Linked DNA regions of Danio rerio: region 1 is linked to region 2. A link is a contact called in public Hi-C data. All regions are on one chromosome and are shown on one strand. The core of a region is the stretch at or near the end of the contact, and the rest is flanking DNA. Distances in the headings are between cores, read along the strand shown. Region 1 holds the start of nop56 (NOP56 ribonucleoprotein homolog). Region 2 holds the start of cast (calpastatin).

Region 1 (4,937 bases), core at 2,195-4,694, 320 kb before region 2:
GAAGTGTATGTGCGTGAATGGGTGTGTATGGATGTTTCCCAGTGATGGGTTGCAGCTGGGATCCGCTGTGTAAAACATATGCTGGATAAGTTGGCGGTTCATTCCACTGTGGCTACCCCAGTTTAATAAAGGGACTAAGCCAAAAAGAAAATGAATGAATATGATCTACGGGCGGCATGATGGCTCAGTGGTTGGCACTGTCGCCTCACATCAGGAAGGTCGCTGGTTCAAGCCCCGGCTGGGTCAGTTGGCATTTCTCTGTAGAATTTACCTATTCTCCCCGTGTCCACTGGTTACCTCCAGGTGCTCCGTTACTTATGCCGAAATAGTTGCAGGTTCATTCCACTGTGGCAATCCCTGATAAATAAGTGACTGAGCCGGAGGAAAACGAATGATTGAATGATGATCTGCTGCTCAGGAAACATTTATTATTATTGTCTTTAGGGTTGAAATCTGTTGGGTTGCTTCATATTTTTGAGTCAAAATTTAAAAAGTATCCCTTTTATTTATCAAGGACATGCATCTTTAAGGGTTAAAGTAAAAATATATTTTATAATGTAATAAAGATTTCAAATAAATGCTGTCATTTTGAACTTCCTTTTCATCAAAAGTGTGCATCAGGAGAAATAATTCAGCAATAATAATTACAAGAATCATTATTGATGGTTGAGTGCCAATAATAAGTTCTTAATAGTTATAAATCATTATAATATGCTTATTCTGTCTCCAAATGTTTTAACAAATCTAATTAAATGTAATGTAATGTAAACTTAATATAATGAAAAGTTCTTCCAGATTTTGATTTTAAAACATTAGCTGCATAATTACTTTTAGTCCTAAGTGTGTGCGTTTTGTTGTTTCTAAGGACTCTGCATTCTCATTCGACGTGTATAAATAGTCATAAATTCAACTCTGTCTTAAAATATAAAGTCAACTGTGGTATTTATTGCAGTGGCTGGTACACAATGGCACATTTGTTTGATGATTAGTGGATTGATGTGTGTGCACAACCAGCACTCTCTCCTGTCATCATTTGTCAAGTGTTTCCTCCGTCAGGTATATTTAGGAAATGGATCTTTACATATGTCACATTAACAGAGATTTATTGAGAAAAGGCTTGCGGCATGTAGAACATGGCTTATTCTGATAAGGAAAAAAAGATGTGTTCAAGTGTTTAATAAACTACTATTGAAAATCTCCTAATTAGCATTAAACACCTTTAACATTAAATGATGATATCATTAGTTAGCATTAGTTGACTATGGTAGTTACCATAAACAAAATTACAGGTATACAGAAACAATGGATCTCAATATTAGTTATTGTTCATCCATTTATTGAATTGTTTTTATTTAATTTATATATTTTTATTTATAATTTATTTATTATGTTGCTTTCTTTCTTCTTACTTTATTCATTATACTAATTTAATGCAGTTTATTAGATTTTTATTTTTGTTTTTTATTTTTGTAGATGATTTTAAATGAATTTAATTTACTGTGTTTTATGTTTACTTTGTGTAGTTAATTCAGTGTTTTATTTATTTTTGTGTTGGTTTATTTCATTTTAATTGTATTTAATGCAATATTTTTATTTCTTTTTATTGTTTCCTGTTTATTTTATTTTCACTTTGCTTAGATTTATTTGAATCCATTTTATTATTATTATAATCAATTTGGTTTATTGTCTTGTTTGTTTATTTTGTATTGTTTCATTGTTTTGCTTATTTATTGAGTTGTTTTATTTCATTTTTATTTTACTATTTGTTTCATTTAATGCATTTACTTACTTTTTTGTTGGGTTTAATTTTATTTTTCTATCTTAGTTTAGATTTCATTTTATCATTAGAATTAATACATTCATTCATTTTCCTTCTGCTTAGTCCCTTTATTAATCTGGGGTCGCCACAGCGGAATGAACCGCCAAAATATACAGCATATGTTTTACGCAGCAAATGCCCTTCCAGCCGCAACCCAGAACTGGGAAACATCCATACACTCTCACATTCACACTCATACACTACGGCCAATTTAGCTTATTCATTTCACCTATAGCGCATGTCTTTAGACTGTGGGGGAAACCGGAGCACCTGCAAACTCCACACAGAAATGTCAACTGGCCTAGCTGGGGCTCGAACCAGCGACCTTCTTGCTGTGAGCCACTGTATCACCCCATGTATGATTTAATATTAATATTTTTAATAATTTTTTTGTTGCTTTTTTAAGATTTTTATTTTAGTAGCTTTATTTTTATTGTTTTATTTTGTAGTTGATTTTACTTTTTATTTTATAAGTTGTGTTTTATGTTTATTTTGTATTGCTTATTTAGTTTTTTTTTCATTTATTTTTGTGTTGGGTTATTTTACTTTTTAATTGTATTGAATTAATTAAATGAAATGCATTTTATTAAAAAAACATTGTTTTATTTTAATTTTATTTTTGTTGATTCAGATTTATTTCATTTCATTTTATTATTATTATTATTAATTTAGTTTCTTGTGTTTTATGTCTATTTTAAATTAGTTTCTTTTTATTTATTTATTCTGCATTCCATTTTTGTTTTATTATTAATTTCATTTAATGCATTTATTTACTTTTTATTTCTGTCAGATTTTATTGTATACTTCTTTAGATTAATTTCATTTTATTTTATCATTATAATTAATTAATTTAATGTTGTTGTATTGTATTTTTATTTATTTATTTATTTATTTAATTAATTATTGTGTTGCTTATTTCATTGTTAGTTTATTATTGATTTAATTTAATGCATTTATTTACTTTTTGTTAGATTTTGTAGGATTTTATTTTATTTTTGATCTGTTTACATTGATTTCATTTTATTTGATCACTATAAATAGTTCAATTTTATTATTTTTTTTATTGTTTTATTGTTGTATTTGTATTTATATATTTGTTTATTGTGTTGTTTTATTTCATTTTTAGTTTTTTTTTATTTAATTTATTGCATTTATTTTTTTTTTATTAGATTTTGTTGGCTTTTATTTCATTTTTGCTCTCTTTAGACTGATTTCATGTTATTTTATCATTAAAATTTTTAAAATTTTTATTTTATGTTGTTTTATTATTGTATTTTTATTATATATTTATTTATTTATTATTGTGTTGATATATATCATTTTTACTTTATTATTGATTAATTTATGCATTTATTTACTTTTGTTCGATTTTTGATGGATTTTATTATATTATTGCATAGTGTAGTTTGATTTCATTTTATTTTATCATTATTTTATTATTTTATTTTTTTTTTACCAGTTCCCATGTTGGTCAATCATACTTCCTCTGTTGCTTCTACATGATAATGCATGCTTTCTCCAGCAGGCGGCTATTGTCCAACGTGCCATCTTGTAATTTCAATCATTTCCAAAGGGGTGGCGCAGTATTTCCCGCAAAACAAGAAACATCTCGCGATAGCGTGCAGGACTCACTCGTCTGGGTTTTCTTACTTGAGCGCATGCGGGTTTCTTTCCTGTTCGAGTGATCCGAAGAAACGCAACGCTCCTCGTGCGCGGAGCACGAGATCGGCAAACATGGTAAAGATTCAATATTTCATCATGCAAACTTTAGAAATCAACAAATAGCTTACCTATGCATTTTAAAAGCCACTGTGTCATATATTAAGTCGTGCTGTTATGAATAGCGTGCATGTTCGTGAGACGTACTTTTGTACATTTACACGTGTAAATGCGTGCTTTTTTGTTATTACACATTAATTACAGTCGTTATAATTAGTTTATTAAGCATTATTACGATGCGATCTATTAATACAAACTGCTTGTACTAAACTGCTTATAGGATAAAAGGTGAATCCGCAAACACAAGGCCTCAGGGTGATGTTAAAGGCCGCAGCAGCCATTAAAGTCAGTCTGTTTGGCTCGTAAAGTATAACCCACCTCTTGTTAGTGTTTTGAGGCGAAGTTCTGGTTCCGATCGCAGTGCTGTGAGATGTTGAGTTTTAAAAGTGCTACGCGCTGAGTATCCGATCCGCTGAAGGAACACGTGGTGCGTCTGCTAACCCATGCTAACGTGCGGATCTCCCCAGCTTCGAGCCAGCGCCAATGTTATAAAGTCGAAACATGGGTGGCTTATTATCAACTGTTATCTTTTGCTTACGCAATGTTGTAAAGTCATAATAAATGTTTTAAATCTTGACTGTTGTGTTTTGAAGTGCTATCATCAACATGTGGGCTCCATGCTCCGACTGATCAGTTTCCCAATATTTTACTTGTATTAGCGTTCATTGTTATTTGTGAGATCATTAAGCATTTGGGAGTTTGTCTTAATCTACTGTAAGTGATGATTTATGGTTTGAGCTCTAATCAGTGTGGTTTTCTCCCTCTCAGGTGCTTTTACACGTGTTGTTCGAGCATGCGGCTGGATATGCGTTGTTGGCTGTTAAAGAAGTGGAGGAGATTGGCATGCTTCTACCTCAGGTTTGTATTTTCTGGAAAGACCAATGGATTTCAGTTTTTGTGCAACCCAATATGGAAACATTAAAATCTGAAAATGGGAATCAAAGGTTGTTGGTTTAAATCCCTCCCGTTTATAGTACGACTAACCCTCATTGTACATTCAGGTTTTTTTTTTTTTTTTTGAGCAGGAAACAAAAGTATTTAGAGTTTAAGAACGCACAATGCCATGAATCTTCACTTCATTTGTTGAACAAGATATTATGATGAGGAAAACTGGACATTTTTCAGCTTTCTTTTGGTTTTATATTGGTTGTATAAGTTGGTTTTATATTTGCACAGTCAGACTTTCTATTTAATATAATTTCAGAAAACCGCTTGGCTAATTCTATATAGAGGAATCATTTTAGCAACCAATGATTGTCAAAGTACAATATTGTTCAAAGGTTGTTGGTTTAAATCCCTCCCATTGAAGTACTACTAACACTCATTATACATTTTAGGG
Region 2 (4,760 bases), core at 1,882-4,381:
ATCCATTTTTCGGTGATTGAGAAAACATTTTCACGCTTTAGGTCTATAATCTGCATAGGTGTCCTTGTTTTAACTGCATTGCGTGCGCAGAATTCCTCAGAATTTCTCCTTTGTGTTTTGTTGAAGAAACAGACATGAGTCATCCTGAGCATTGAGTAAATGACGATAATAGAATGAACTATTGCTTTAAGACAGGGAGGGAGAAAGGAAGCGTTAAAGGAGGTGTGGCACTGTTTGAGTCAGCAGAAACAACATACTGTAGGCAACACATTCAAATCCAGGAATAAAATAATAAAAAACATCCAGTAATGGTAGTTCAAGAAATCCAAAAGATCCAAGAAAACAAATGCTGTTTTAGTAGTAACATGCACACACAACAGGTACACAACAAAGCCTCAAAACTAAAGTAAATTCATAGTGACATTTTGCAAATTGCAAACAGACTTTGATTTAAACCTCCTTAAAGCCTCTGGCACCGACTCTTTAACACTCTGCAGGAGGAGCAAACACAAGCCCACTTCTGGTGAAAACGAAGCTAAAGCTGCGTGCTGTTTTTAAAGTCAGTGATCTTATTCTTCAGACATGCCGCACAAAAAGAGATGTCATGGTCGTAAGAAAAACAAAAAGGAGGTATGGTTTTTCTTATGCAGTTCACACTGGCTTGTAGTATTCTGATAGCTACTGTTCAAATAAGCTAATGTGCAGTTGTGCATAAAATCATTTTTTTTTTTTAAATATTGTTGTTGTTAGTTTAATCTAATAGAATACTGATTCATGCATGTTGAATAATTTATTATTGTTACTTTGAATTTGAAGTTAAGGTTAGTAATGTTCTGACTCTGAACTGATTCCTTAAACTGTTCTCAAGTGTCACAGGATTTAACTATTGTTCTTTGACTTATTGCTCTTTCCTGTACAACAATTCATCTGTAAAAACCTTTAGATAAATTGAAAACCGCAGTAGTCCAGTTTGGAAATTAATGACTCTTTAGTAGACTCTTTGGTGATTCAAACCCTTCAACGCCACTAGTGTGAAATGATTCTCGAACGACTGGTTCTTTTAGGAACCGGTCCTCTTAGTGAATCAAAGTTGTTCTAGCTATGTCCCAGATGGCACATTATACACTTTGCACTTATGCACTATTTACTTATGCACTTACACACTCAACAGCATAGTATATGAATTTAGTGTCGTTCTAAATAAAACACTATTGTTTTTTTACTAAGGGGAAATTTGAACCATTTCCCTGATGATGTTTGACGGTTGCCAAATTAGTGAACCAAATAATACCAAATAATACCTGCCATGAGTATAACCACATTCACTATTGGGAGGTGGTATAATCACTATTGTAGGAGAATTTCTTTCAAAATCCAAAGTAAAGTAATCCAACATGTCTGCCTGAAAGCTCCGCCCCTTCCGCTACCTGAGCAAAGCAGCGATCCATAAGTACGTAAAGTGTCCACCCTTCATTTTAACAGCTGAATAAGTGCATCATCCGGGTAATTAAAGTGCACTTATTCTTTTGAGAGTTTTCAGTGTGAAAGCACTACTTACACTGGCTGTTTCTCAATTCCAAGAACGCAGAGAATGGTCTTGCATTCTTGAAGAGATCGGTCTTGAAAGGTGTCCTCGGAAGAACGAACTCCGGAGACCGCAAGAACAGAGAACGCGTCCTGTGAGAAATGAGATGCTGCGTTGTTCCTGATAGTCACATGACCTTCAAGTGTTTTTAATGGAAAATTATTTAAACATTACAGCATTCATACAGGGATTTATTGTTTTTCCCCTTTTTAAAATATATACTATGCATAAAAACATTATAAATATACGTTGCACAATACAAATAAAATAGATTTTAATACGAATTTCAGCAAATAAACACCCTTAATGTGTTTATTCCTTTATTAAGATGTCCATGGTAATGTTTATATTCACCATCTCATTTAGGGAAACTCCTGAGGTAAATAAGTCATGTCTCTGAACTTTTATTATAAATCTATTTAAAATGCTGCACTTCCCACCTCCAGTCACAATGACTTCTGGGACTTCTAGAGCGAGATCGGTGCCAAGTCTGCATCGGTGTGTCCTCAATATCAAGAACACATCCGGGAAGTTTAACGCATACTCTGTTCTTGCGGTCTAGAGTATTGGAACTGAACTTTGGCAGCTGATGATGACAATACACGAGGATGCAAGACTGAATGCATATTAAGAAACAGCCACTATTTACACTACAAAATGGCGTAAAATAGTGCATGAGTATGCAATTTGAGACACTCCTCTGTTTTCGTATGAGTCGTTCTTTTTAGTTAACGTTACCTCACATATGAATCACTCGAAGCAGTTATTGAATTCATTTGACTCGCCTATGAACACTTTTACCAATATCTTCATATCCATAGTAATTTATAAACTTTGAGTTTGATTTTTCCTTTTCCTTCGGAATTTTCCGTTTTTTTCTTTTTTAGTTGCTCAACCAATTTCCGGTTTCTGTAAAACATGTCATCACTTCCCGCCAAATTACGTGTTTTTTAAACGCTATTTTACTACGGAAGCCTTCAACCGACTACCAGGATGAGCGTCACGTGCAGATAGTTATCAAAAGGTAGGATTTATGTACACAAACCTATGGCATTACGAGCAAAATAATGTGTTTTGTTTTAGGCCTATCTGTTTGGTTAAATGTTTTGTACTATAGCAGTGCGCAGGTTCAAAGGCTTTTTGAAGCAAAACTCTCACATTATGCTCTTTTAGCATATGCCACTACAAAGAAGCCTTATCTTTGTATTTGCGTTTCAATTAAAGTAGCCTACCTGGTTTAGAAACATAGAAAACACACCTAAATAACCAGAGTTGCGCAATCACTACTAAAGAATGCTTGTGTTGTAAGTCCTGACTGTAATTGCGCCTCTGCATATTTTTTTAAATGCGCAATGCAAATTGAGCTTCGCTTCACATTGCTATGCAATGCAAAAGAGCACACTTGCAAGATAAACCGCCCGATCGTATATTTACTGTAATTATCGGTGCAGTCCTGGTACCCATGCACACTCGCGGGAGTGGCTTTATCTGAGAAAAAAGACAGCAGCATACCTCAGTTGAATGAAAGAAGCTGGCGAGCTCGAGTCGAGGGGGACTTAAGCAAACTTTCTATCCTTCACGCACCATGGCGTACGCAATGTATTGGGCGCGCAACGTAAGTAGATCCTCCACATGTTTTTGAGCTGCACAACTTGTTTAACTTTCGATATAAAGGAGGAGTAGTGGATAAAGCAGGGTCTTGACAAATGTAAACACTTCATGATTAGTTTGGTCTTTGTACATTCTTAGTGATAAAATAATAAGAGTAAAATAAAAACAATATTAGATGTTGGGCGTTGTCTGATTCAGTGTAATGAATGAGGTTTTATTGCGTTTGTTTGGAGTACAAAAGTGTGTTTTGGTTTGCAATTGTAGAAAAAAAAGCTAAGAGAATTTAAAGAATGCAATGACTTGTAGGCTAAAAAAAACTGAGTTGGATCATAAAAAAACTACACAAAATAAAAGTCACCCTAATATATTTTTTTATATACATTCTAAACATTCTGGACAATCTAAGATTTAAGTTAAATGAAGTAGATAAATGAACTAGAATATTCGCTCAAGGGTGTTCAGTTATGATTTAGAGCAGACACAATATAGTATTTAGATTTACTGTAATGTTTAGTCATAATTCTTGGTGTAGTGGTGACATGTCAGACCCTTGGGTTATTGTAAATTTTGTCAGGGTGTTTAATCTTTTCTCTCTCTTTGTCTTTCTAGAATGGAGACACTTCATTTCAAAAACAAGAATACGCTCCACAGACATCAAGGTTCATGGTAAGTGATTTTTATTTTAAATGGGTTTTTTTTGAGTAATTGAATTCAGATTGCTGACATAAGCTCCCTTTATTCTTGATATTTGAATTAAATTTGGAAGTATGGAAAGTAAATTTTAGTTTTTAAAAAAAATGGAAAGAACTGGGTTGAAATGACCCATGAGTTTAACGTTTACAAAGTTAATGTTATTAAATAAAAGCATCGGGTAGACTTAAATAACTAGGGGGAAAATCACTGATTTGTTTTAAATAATTTCATACAGGAAATTTCATTCAGGAGCAGACAATACCTCCTGTTATTCTTGAAAATTCAAATAAAATGTATTAAAATAAGATTTCTAATGCTGTCTAGGTAAAAAAAGTTAATTTCTGTTTTTAAAAAATGGAAAGAACTGAGTTGAAACTGCTCATTGTGAGTGTAACTTTACAAAATTAAAGTAATTAAATAATAAAAAACATCAGTTAGTCTTAAATGACAAGTGGAAAATGACTATGGAGATCCAAATTTATTTTTGTAATGACCCTCTTTAAGAAATCTGCTCAATTAATTCCATCAGAAATATATTTTCCATTAAAAATGAAAAGCACTTTCGCCTCACAGCAAGAAGGTCGTTGATTTGAGTCCGGGCTTGGTCAGCTGACATTTCTGTGTGAAGTTTGCATGTTCTCCCCGTGTTGGTGTGGGTTTCCTCCAGGTGCTCCAGTTTCCCTCACAGTCCAGAGGCATGCGCTATAGGTGAATTTGGTAAGCTAAATTGTCAGTGGTGTATGTATGTGAATGAGAGTGTATGGGTGTTTCCCAGTAATGGGTTGCAGCTGGAAGGGCATCCACTGTGTAAAACATATGCTGGATAAGTTGGCGGTTTATTTTGCTGTGGCGACCTATGATAAATAAGGGA

What was found. A called contact is a pair of places that touch in the nucleus more often than the background predicts.
Region 1: a Hi-C map of an unstated tissue shows a contact between it and region 2, with 6 times the contacts expected there. The contact joins the promoter of nop56 here to the promoter of cast in region 2. A contact is called at or near these places in 2 of 18 Hi-C or Micro-C datasets (hematopoietic stem cells and an unstated tissue).

Annotation. Positions count from the first base shown.
Region 1 is chr21:13,341,076-13,346,012 of GRCz12tu, reverse strand. It overlaps nop56 (NOP56 ribonucleoprotein homolog), which reads left to right and starts at 3,444. Exons shown (of 12, transcript NM_201217.2): 1 at 3,444-3,556; 2 at 4,367-4,456. The coding sequence starts at 3,554. All of the region lies in intron 5 of gtf3c5 (general transcription factor IIIC, polypeptide 5), which reads right to left. mlnl (motilin-like) reads right to left here and starts at 4,086. Exons shown (of 5, transcript NM_001386354.1): 1 at 3,917-4,086.
Region 2 is chr21:13,023,580-13,028,339 of GRCz12tu, reverse strand. cast (calpastatin) reads left to right here and starts at 3,131. Exons shown (of 30, transcript NM_001130591.2): 1 at 3,131-3,200; 2 at 3,806-3,862. The coding sequence starts at 3,171. The region is part of intron 5 of gtf3c5 (general transcription factor IIIC, polypeptide 5); the gene reads right to left.